2 separate regions of the Pan troglodytes genome follow, and region 1 is linked to region 2. The links are chromatin contacts, called in public Hi-C maps. All regions are on one chromosome and are shown on one strand. The core of a region is the stretch at or near the end of the contact, and the rest is flanking DNA. Distances in the headings are between cores, read along the strand shown. Region 1 holds the start of NPBWR1 (neuropeptides B and W receptor 1). Region 2 holds the start of ALKAL1 (ALK and LTK ligand 1).

The links. Hi-C and Micro-C count contacts between places; a contact is called where the count stands out from the background.
Region 1: a Hi-C map of induced pluripotent stem cells shows a contact between it and region 2, with 2.1 times the contacts expected there. The contact joins the promoter of NPBWR1 here to the promoter of ALKAL1 in region 2. A contact is called at or near these places in 1 of 7 Hi-C or Micro-C datasets (induced pluripotent stem cells) and 1 of 1 datasets of contacts at active chromatin or transcription factors (stem cell-derived excitatory neurons).

What each region holds. Positions count from the first base shown.
Region 1 is chr7:61,509,952-61,514,694 of NHGRI_mPanTro3-v2.0_pri, reverse strand. NPBWR1 (neuropeptides B and W receptor 1) reads right to left here and starts at 1,277. Exons shown (of 1, transcript XM_016959474.4): 1 at 1-1,277. The coding sequence starts at 1,082. The coding sequence ends at 96.
Region 2 is chr7:61,136,917-61,141,737 of NHGRI_mPanTro3-v2.0_pri, reverse strand. It overlaps ALKAL1 (ALK and LTK ligand 1), which reads left to right and starts at 2,750. Exons shown (of 5, transcript XM_001149038.6): 1 at 2,750-3,512. The coding sequence starts at 3,323.

The sequences.
Region 1 (4,743 bases), core at 28-2,527, 370 kb before region 2:
GGCCTAGGCGGCCTGTCTGGTCCCGCACTCTGGCGCCGGCTCCTCCCTCGCTGGCCAGGGGTGGCGGGCAGTTGCGGAGCCGGACGCTGGGGGAGTCAGGCGGCCGCGCGGCAAGTTATCAGCTGGCGGAGGTTCCTGCGGAAGCTGGCGTCCAGGAAGGCGTAGAGGAAGGGGTTGAGGCAGCTGTTGGCGTAGCTCAGGCTGGTGATGAAGTAGGAGATAGCGATGACCAGCGGCGTCTGCGGGAGGTCGGTGGTGAGCGCCACCACGGTGCTCAGGTGGTAGGGCGTCCAGCAGAGGAGGCACACCGCCAGGATCGCCACCACCAGGAAGGTCACCCGCTTCTTGGCGCGCTCCAGGGCCTTGGCGTGGCTGTCCAGCCGCATGGCATGCAGCCGGCACAGCAGGGTGGTATAGAGGACACAGATGGTGGACACGGGGATGGCGAAGCCCAGGACGAGCGTGTAGAGGCGGCTCGCGCGCCACCAGAAGGCCTCGGGCTGCGGAAAGACTAGCACGCACTGGCGCCGGCCTTGCTCGTCGTCTAGCCGGGCGAAGACTGCGAAGGGCAGCACGACGAGTGTGACGATCCCCCACACGGCCAGGCTCACCGCGCGCGCGGCGCTGTAGGTGCGGCCGGCCACCCGGCGCGACTCCGCAGTGGCCAGCACCACCAGGTAGCGGTCGGCGCTCATGACGGTGAGGAAGTAGAGGCTGGAGAAGGTGTTGTACTGGTCGATAGCCACGATGAGCTTGCACATGAGCTCCCCGAAGGGCCACTGCCGCAGCAGGAAGTCGGCGATGTTGATGGGCAGCACCAGCGTGAAGAGCTCGTCGGCGATGGCCAGGTTGAGGATGAACAGGTTGGTGACGGTCTTCATGCGGGGCGCCCGCAGCAACACGTACAGCACGGCGGAGTTGCCCGCCAGACCCACGGCGCAGATCACCGCGTAGACAACTGGTACAGCCACCGCCAGCGGCGCCGGCAGCGGCGCCAGAGTCGACGCGTTGGAGCAGCTCAGCGCCGGGTCCGGGCCCGATGCGTTGGCGGGCCAGGGCTCCGAGAACGAGGCGTTGTCCATCTCAACGAGGGCAGAGGAGCCGGCGACCTGGCGTCCCCCAAGGACGCCCTACGGAGCTCAGCGGTCCTGAAGCCCGGTTCTGCACGGACCTGCTCGCGGACGCTCGTTTCAGCTCTCCAAGCCGTTCTCTGGTTTTTCCGGAGGAGGGGACCGTTCCCAGCCACCCCACGGCCCAATGTCGCCGCGGACTCACGGGGCTGGAAAGAGGAATTTAAAGCATAGGTTAGTTCGTCGACGTGTAACTTTAGAAATAGGCGCGGTCCCGAGGAGGGGTGGGGGTGGCGCCGCGGCGCCCCAAACCTCCTCCACGTGAGCGCTCTCTGCTACCTGTTGAAATCTCACTTCTACCAGTTGAATACATCAAACGAAATGCTAGAGAGAGAAGAATCCTCCATAGGAAAAATGCAAACCCTTCTCCCCTCTTTCAGGAAACTTCCGTAGACCCAGGTTACCCCACAGAATCCCGCAGTGGCAAGCTTCGGTCTCCCCAGGGTCTGTGCGCCCTCAGTAACAGCAAGCTCAACAGCAGTCTTTACCTTACCTGGCTGGGGAAGGGGTCTGCCTTTCCTGGAGCTGTCAGGAGAAAAGCCCGCCGGCTGCGGGGAGGCTGAGACGCCTGCCGGCTGGGTGTCCGCCTCCCCGTGTCTGCCTCCCCCGCGTTCGCCAGAGTCCGCAGCTCGCGTCCCCGCCGGTCCCTCCCGCGCGCCTGGAAGTGCAGGGATGGCGCAGCCGCGACTGCGTTCCACTGCCCTGACCGCCGCGCCCACCCCCACACCCCAAGTAAAATGGTCTTGGAACAGAGAACAGAAATTCCCCCAAATTTAAGGGATTCCTTTCTTCCATCCCAGTCGTGCAACCTCACTCCATCTGAAATAATAGAAAGCTCTCCTGTTAAGAATCGAATTTAAGGAAAACAAAGTTAGGGTGTAAGTGATCTATTTTTAAAGGAGAACAATGCAGTGGAGGCGCCTTTTCCATTTTTTAAACACCGTAACACAAATGGGCTAATGTAATGTGAAATCTGAAAGGAGGAAAAAGTGAGTGCAATTTTATAATGCAAATCACCTGTTTTCTGCTACGCTGGTCTTCAAGGGGATAGAAGATTGTTAGTATGTTTTCTAAAACTACTTCTACTTCTACTTTTGTGTAAGTAAAGACTTGATTAGTAAAGACAAACGGCTTCCGCAAAGCCTTTTAGGGAACCATGACAATGCGTATTTCATAAAACGTTACAAGTTGTTCAACACACTCTCTACTTATCCACACACTTGCCCGATTCTCCTGCTAATGAGAGCTATCCTGCGATCGCAGCGGAGAGTAGCCAAGGAAGGACTAGTAGGGGCAGTCTTGAACTCCCCTGTCGCTATTTCCCTGGACTTTGGATTCTTTCTCTAGGAAGGGAAAATCATCTTAGGCTCCTCACCAGTTCCCCTAAGAATCGAATGAAATAAACTAAATATTGGTTATTTCCAATTTCTGCTTTTTTTTTTCTCCACATTTCCTTTAGGAGAGAGAGCAAATTAAAACACGAGATTATATCCTCTAGTAAACTACCCTTCCACAAAAGCAGGCAAAGCCCAAATAAAGTGTATTTTTGGTCCTCTAGGATGCATCTTAGAGAAGGGGGCCTGAGATCCAGAGAGACCTAAAGTCGGCAGTAGAAGACTGTGGGGCCAGAAATACAGTAACCCCCCCATACCTATGGGGGATAGGTTCCAAGAGCCCCAGTGGATGCCTGAAACCATGGATAGTACCCATTGCGGTCAATGGGAACATGTTTCTGTTCTTCCATCCAAAAATGATGCAACAGCAAAACTAGCATGCATTTCTTTTTTCTTCTTCACATTTTCGTGGATAGAAGATTTGTTTTTAGTAGATCTTGGCAACCTCTGCATATGATTTTTTTTCTTTCCTTATTAAGTCCAGAATTTTTACCTTTTAACTTAAAGGAGGCATTTGCAGCTTCTCTTTGGCATATCTGAATTGCCAGCATCACTTCTCTTGCACTTTGGAGCCAGAGAGAAATAAGGGCAAAAAGTCAGTAAAATCAGGGCGACTTGAACACACCGCACTGGTCATTGCCACAGTCATCTAATAACCCAGACTGTGAAGTGACTAACAGGTGGATATTGTAGACAGCAGGGAAACGCTGGGCAAAGGGAGGACTCACTTTCTGTGGGAAGGAGTAAGATGGCTGGATCTCATCACGCCAATCAGAAGTCAACACAATTGAAAACCTAGGAACTGTTTATTCCTGGAATTTTCCGTTTAATATTTTTAGACCACAGTTGACCACGAGTAACTGAAACTAGGGACTCCAAAACCACTGACAGGGGGATCCACTGTACAAAAGCTCCCTGGAATTTACCTACTCAATTATCTTTTTACCAGGATCTATACAAATCGGCTCCCCTGCAGTTTCACGCTTTCTGTGAAACAAAATAACAGATGATTCTTAAGCTATGTCCGTAAGAAACACTATATGATAAAACACCATATAATGTTAAAGAAAAAATATATATAATAGAAAATCTCCAAACGGTTGAAGATGATCAACTATATACACACACGTGTATACATACACATATATACACACACGTGTATATACACACACATATATACACACGTATATACACGCACATATACACACGTGTATATACACACATATACGCACGTGTATATACACACACATACACAGTGTATATACACACATATATGCACACTTGTGTGTATATACACACATATGCACACGTGTATATACACACACACGTGTGTATATACACACATATATACACACGTGTGTATGTGTGTATATATGCACATGTATATAGTTTATACACGTGTGTATACATGTGTGTATGTTTGTATACACATATGCACATGTGTATATATGTGTATATACACGTATGTATACACGTGTGTCCATATATGTTTATGTGTATATATACGCATGTATGTATATAGTTGATCATCTTCAACCGTTTGGAGATTTTCTAGCCTTTTTATTGTTGATTTCCAGTTGAATTACACTGTAAACTGAGACCATACTCAATATGACTTCAATTCATAGATATTTTTTGAAACTTACTCCCCAGTATATAGTTATTTTCTAATTATTTCATGTGTACGTGAAAAATTGTTTTGCATTTGTTGGGTGCAAAACTCTACATATGTCAACTAGTCAAACTTACTATGTTGTTCAAATTTCTCTATTGATTTTTTTTTTTTTTTTGAGACTGGGTCTTGCTCTGTCACCCAGGCTGAAGTACAGTGGTGCAATTGCAGCTCACTGCAGCCTCAACCTCCTGGGCACAAGTAATCATCCCCTCTCAGCACCCCTAGTAGCTGGGATTACAGGTGCGCATCACCACACCAGGCTAATTTTTTGTATTTTTCGTAGAGGCAGGATCTCACCATGTTGCCCAGGCTGGTCTCGAGTTCCTGAGCTCAAGCGAACCACCAACCTCAGCCTCCTAAAGTGCTGGGATTACATGTGTGAGCCACCGTGCCTGGCTTCTGCTGATATTTTTATCTAACTGTCTCATTAGTTACTGAAAGGACGGGGGGAAAATTTCAATTAATGAGTGTGAATTTCTCTACTTACGCTTTCATTATATGCTGTCAACTTGTACTACGTAATTTTACTTTTTTTTTTTTTTGA
Region 2 (4,821 bases), core at 1,501-4,000:
GGTATGCAGACATTGACTTGGCAAATGCCGTTTTCTCCATTCCTGTCCATAAGGCCCACCAGAAGCAATTTGCCTTCAGCTGGCAAGGCCAGCAATATACCTTTACTGTCCTACCTCAGGAGTACATCAACTCTCTAGGTTTGTGTCATAATCTTATTCTTGTGATGGTTAATACTGAGTATCAACTTGATTGGATTGAAGTGAAGAGGTGAGACTGGCCTAGCCTCCCAGCCTACATCTTTCTCCCATACTGGATGTTTCCTGCCCTTGAACATCGGACTCCAAAGTTCTTCAGTTTTGAGACTTGGACTGGGTCACCTTGTTGCTCAAACTTGCAGACAGCCTGTTGTGGGATCTTGTGATTGTGTAAGTTAATACTTAATAAACTCCTATATATATGTAGGAGTTTATTAAGTATTATATATATATTTACATATATCTCTATATTTATGTGTGTGTATATATATGTATATATCTCCTGTTAGTTCTGTCCCTCTAGAGAACCTTAATACAAGTTTATATTACCAATATTACCAATATTTTGGGGGAGATGTAGCAATGGATTTTTCAATTGTGACTTTTAAAATTCTGGTTTTAAAAATGTTTAAGAAAATCAACTATATTAAATATGTGATTGTATTTTGAAATGTTTAATAGGGTTTGTTGGTGTTAAATAAGGAAACTTCACTTGTTTAATTTATTAGCTAAGTTGTAAAGAAAATAAGTGCCTTGAGTTTCAAGGCTTAAAACAGCTTGTAACAGTTACAGTTTTAAAAACTTTGGATTACTTTAAACATTAGTTACTAAGTACCCATTTCTACACAGAAAACCCTTCCTTATATACTAAATAAATTAGCCAGTGTTACTGAGGGAATGCCCACATGAACAATTCAAGTTGCCTCTAAACTAATTAGCAAGAGGCAGGGCAAGCAGCATTTAGTTGGGGCAGTTAGAAAAGTAGTCAAAGATGTGCAATGAACAAAGAACAAAAGCAAAGAGTGACTTAGCTATACGTAACCTGTTTATTTATGATAAAAGCATTGTGTTGAGGAACTAGATCCCTGAAGTTAGATGCTCCACAAAGATGAGGATTTTGTTTATTTTACCCACTATGGTGGCTCCGCTGTGTTTCCACTGCCTGGTCCACAGTGTGCGTTCACATCATTTTTGTTGAATGAATAAAGGTGGGTTTCAAAGGATCACTTGCTTCAGAACTACCCAGAGTCCCTTAAAACGCAGATTTACAGGATCCTCCTGGGGGACTGCGTCCCCAGGGGTTTGGGAACCTGCATTTTTTTTTTACAGCCTCTCCTTCACATGGTACACAGTGTGAGAACCACTGAAGTTCAACCTCTTCACCTTGCTAGAGAGAAGACTAAATGGTTTGCTCAGGGCCCCATGGCTAATGACAGCTGAAAGTAGACCCCAAACTGTCAGGCTTGAAAACTTCATTGCTTTGTTTATTTCCTCTAGCTTTCAACGTAGAGGAAGAGGAAAATAATTCAGCTTCCAGGTTTTGCTGTCTTTTGCTCCGGATAGATGGTTGATTAAAAAGTCCATTTGTCATGGTTTCAGTATCACTTATTCTCCAGCATTATTTCATACTGCATTTCCCCATCGTTTTTCGGACTAGTCCCTATTTTTTTATTTTCCAATTAAAATTAATTTTTGAACTGCCTGTCAATGTCTGTGAACTTCTAATGTTTTCTTATTTCACTTCAGTAGAGCTGTGAGAAAGCGTTTATTCCACCTAAGTAGGGCCTTCAGACCCTTAACCTGTTTTTCTAGGAAGACTCTTGTGGGTCTCCCTTGGTGGAAGCCATTCTCTTACACTGCTGTGTTTGCTTAGGAAATACCAGATTCCTATGCGTGCTTAACAGTGAAACGATTGGAAGAAGCAGTCTTCACCTGTGTAACAACTTCCTCAAAAGAGCTTCATCCAAAGGCACGATTTCACAGGGCTCCTGCAAAGCTTGCTTTGCTTCCCAATTTCTTAGGCATGTTGGACATGCCAAGCCTAGATAAACTATTTGAAGGAGTTGAGGTCATTATTCAGGATCTGTGACCCACAAGATTTCTTTTTGTAGAGTAATGTAACGTTGGGCACCGCCTAAGGAGTAATGGAGCCTCAGTTCCCTTAGTTATTCCTGCCTTCTTCCTTTCACCTGTTTGCACTTTGCATATGAGGAGATAATTAGTAGTCAATTGATTAGCGAGCAATTTCAACATTTTTCAATATACTTAACATAAAGCAATAAAGCAGGCGGCTGAAACAACTAAAACAACAACAGTTTACAGAGCGCAGTTTGATCAGAGAGGCTCACTTTAATCAGAACGACTGGCCTTAATTTCATTTTTTAAGTTGTTAACACTAAAACTCTTTATAAGAGTTCCCTAATTTGAGGAAAAATCCAGCCGGCTGCTTTTTTGGGCGCACTGGTCGACCTTGGCGATTTCACCTGGGGAAGCACTGAAACCGGCCACTCCCCCCTGGGAGGCCAGGGCAGCTGGGCGTGTGTCCCCGGTGCCCAGCCCCAGACCTCCTCCGCCCGCCGCTCCCCCACGCGGAAGAGAACGCGGTGCTGCACCTAGGAGGGCAGGTCGGGCCTCCAGACCTGGGGCAGGGGCGGCTGGCGTGACGGCGTGGCCAGTGTTCCTGAGCGAGCAGGGGCTCGGCAGCAGAGCGCACCCCGCACCTTTGAGCCCAAGGCGTGGAGATCTCCGCTCATCCAGGCCGCACCCCGGCCCTGCTTTTTTCCGTCCGGACCTAGGCGCCGCGGGTTCTACTGACCCCGCCAGCCAGGGGAAGCCGTGACGGACCCCGAGGCTCGGGGGTGGGGGCGGCGGGAGACAGAGCCCAGGGAGAACCGCCGGGGCGACGCGGCAGTTACCCTACTGGGTCCTCCCGGGGACGGCGACCAGAGAGCGAGCCCGGGGTCTGGATCCGAGGCAGGCGTTGCGCAGGGAGCCCTGAGACCCGCTGAGTCCGAGGCTGGTGCCCGCCCGGCCCAGCGCGGACTTCCGAGGGTCCCGCGCGCTGGGACACGCCCTCATCCTGGGGGACGACCCCGTGGCCCCAGGCACCGCCTCCCGTTCCCGCCCCGCGCCCCGCAGCGCTTAGGCTTCGGCACACTGAGGACCGAGTCCCAGTGCAGCTCCAGCCGACCCCCGGGACGTAGACAAGAGCAGGCGCGCGGTGAAGACTGCGGCCGGCCGCGTAGCCGCGCTGTGGTCCCGCTGGCCTTCTCTTGGGCCGCGCACCCTCCGGACCTGCGTCGGGATCCTCCCCGAGTCTTCCGCTCTCTCCTCCCGGCTTGCGAACATGCGGCCCCTTAAGCCCGGCGCCCCTTTGCCCGCACTCTTCCTGCTGGCGCTGGCTTTGTCCCCGCACGGAGCCCACGGGAGGCCCCGGGGGCGCAGGGGAGCGCGCGTCACGGATAAGGAGCCCAAGCCGTTGCTTTTCCTCCCCGCGGCCGGGGCCGGCCGGACTCCCAGCGGCTCCCAGAGCGCAGGTACGATGTCCCCATCCCGCCCCATCCTTTGCCCTGCGCCTGGGGCTCCGTGGATTCCCCTAGGAGCTGGGCGAGGCACTCGCTTTGGGAAGCCTGAGATTAGTACAGCAGAAAACAGAGCATCTCTGCAGATTCCCAGCTCTCGGAAAGAGGTCGTAAGCGAATTAGATTTACCACGGTTGAGAGTTAAGTAAAGAAATCCGGCTGGCAATGGGACCAGCTTTCTATGTCCCTTCTCAGGTGTGGGAGGACTTTTTGGAAATAAACTGGTAAAGCAGCTCAAAGACATGGGTTTCAGTCCCACCGACCGAGGGGTGGTGGACAGGTTAGGTCCCTGTCAGCACCCCATTTCTGGATCTTCCGGGGTTTTGAGAATTAACTAAGATTGCTGTCCGTAGACACCTGACCGTGCCAGGAATGCCCCGTTCCCCTCCCCTTCACGCTGGCCGCAGCGAGTGGCTGAGGACGCGCCAGTTTCAGCAGGCGGCGGCTTATGTTACTGGCACCTTTCCTAGATCATTTTAGAAGGGCAGCCGGCTGCTCCCAAATCAACTTTGGACAGTCAGGTTCCTGCTACTTAGATGCCCGAGGGGAGTGGAAGGAATGAGGGAGGAAAAAGTCGCTGCTCTAGAGGGTCATGAGACATCCACAGGCAGAGAAGAAGTCGTGTGAATACGGGGAACAGGGAAAAGCCCCTGGAAAAGGAGGTCCGAGGGGGCGGCCGGGCACTTGGGGCAGCGCTGGAGGGAGGAGGGCAGGACACGCAGGAAAGGAAGGTGGGGACAGAAGCGAGAAGCTCCTCACACGTTTCTGTTCACACCCAGCAAGAGCAGAGCAAGGTGAAGCTGCCGGCGAGGCTGGGACAGAAGGGCCCCTCTGCAGGGACATTTGGTGGCCTCCACCGGGCTTGGGAAGAGGAGAGGGCCTAGGGTGGCCTGGGGATGCCCCGCAGCTAGCGGCTGGCCGTGGGACCACAGCTCCTGATCCCTTCTCCTCAGGCTTTATGGCTAAGAAAGCAAACAAGGGCTTCTTAGTATGATTTTTCTTTCACAATAGTTGTGATATAAATATGTACTTATTCACTCCACAAACTTTCTTCGAGTTCCTGTCTGTCACCATGCAGAGGGCGGAGGCCACCCAGAGGAGCAGACAGCAGTGTCTGCACTCTCCCACACACCTGGGTGTGGAAGGAGGCGCTGGTGCACACCTGCACTAAGTGAGCAGGGTGTCCTGCCCTGGGGAGGGGATGGAGAAGGTGGGAGGCTGAGGTGGGCTGCCCAGCTGGTGTGTGGACAACCCGGGCAGAGCC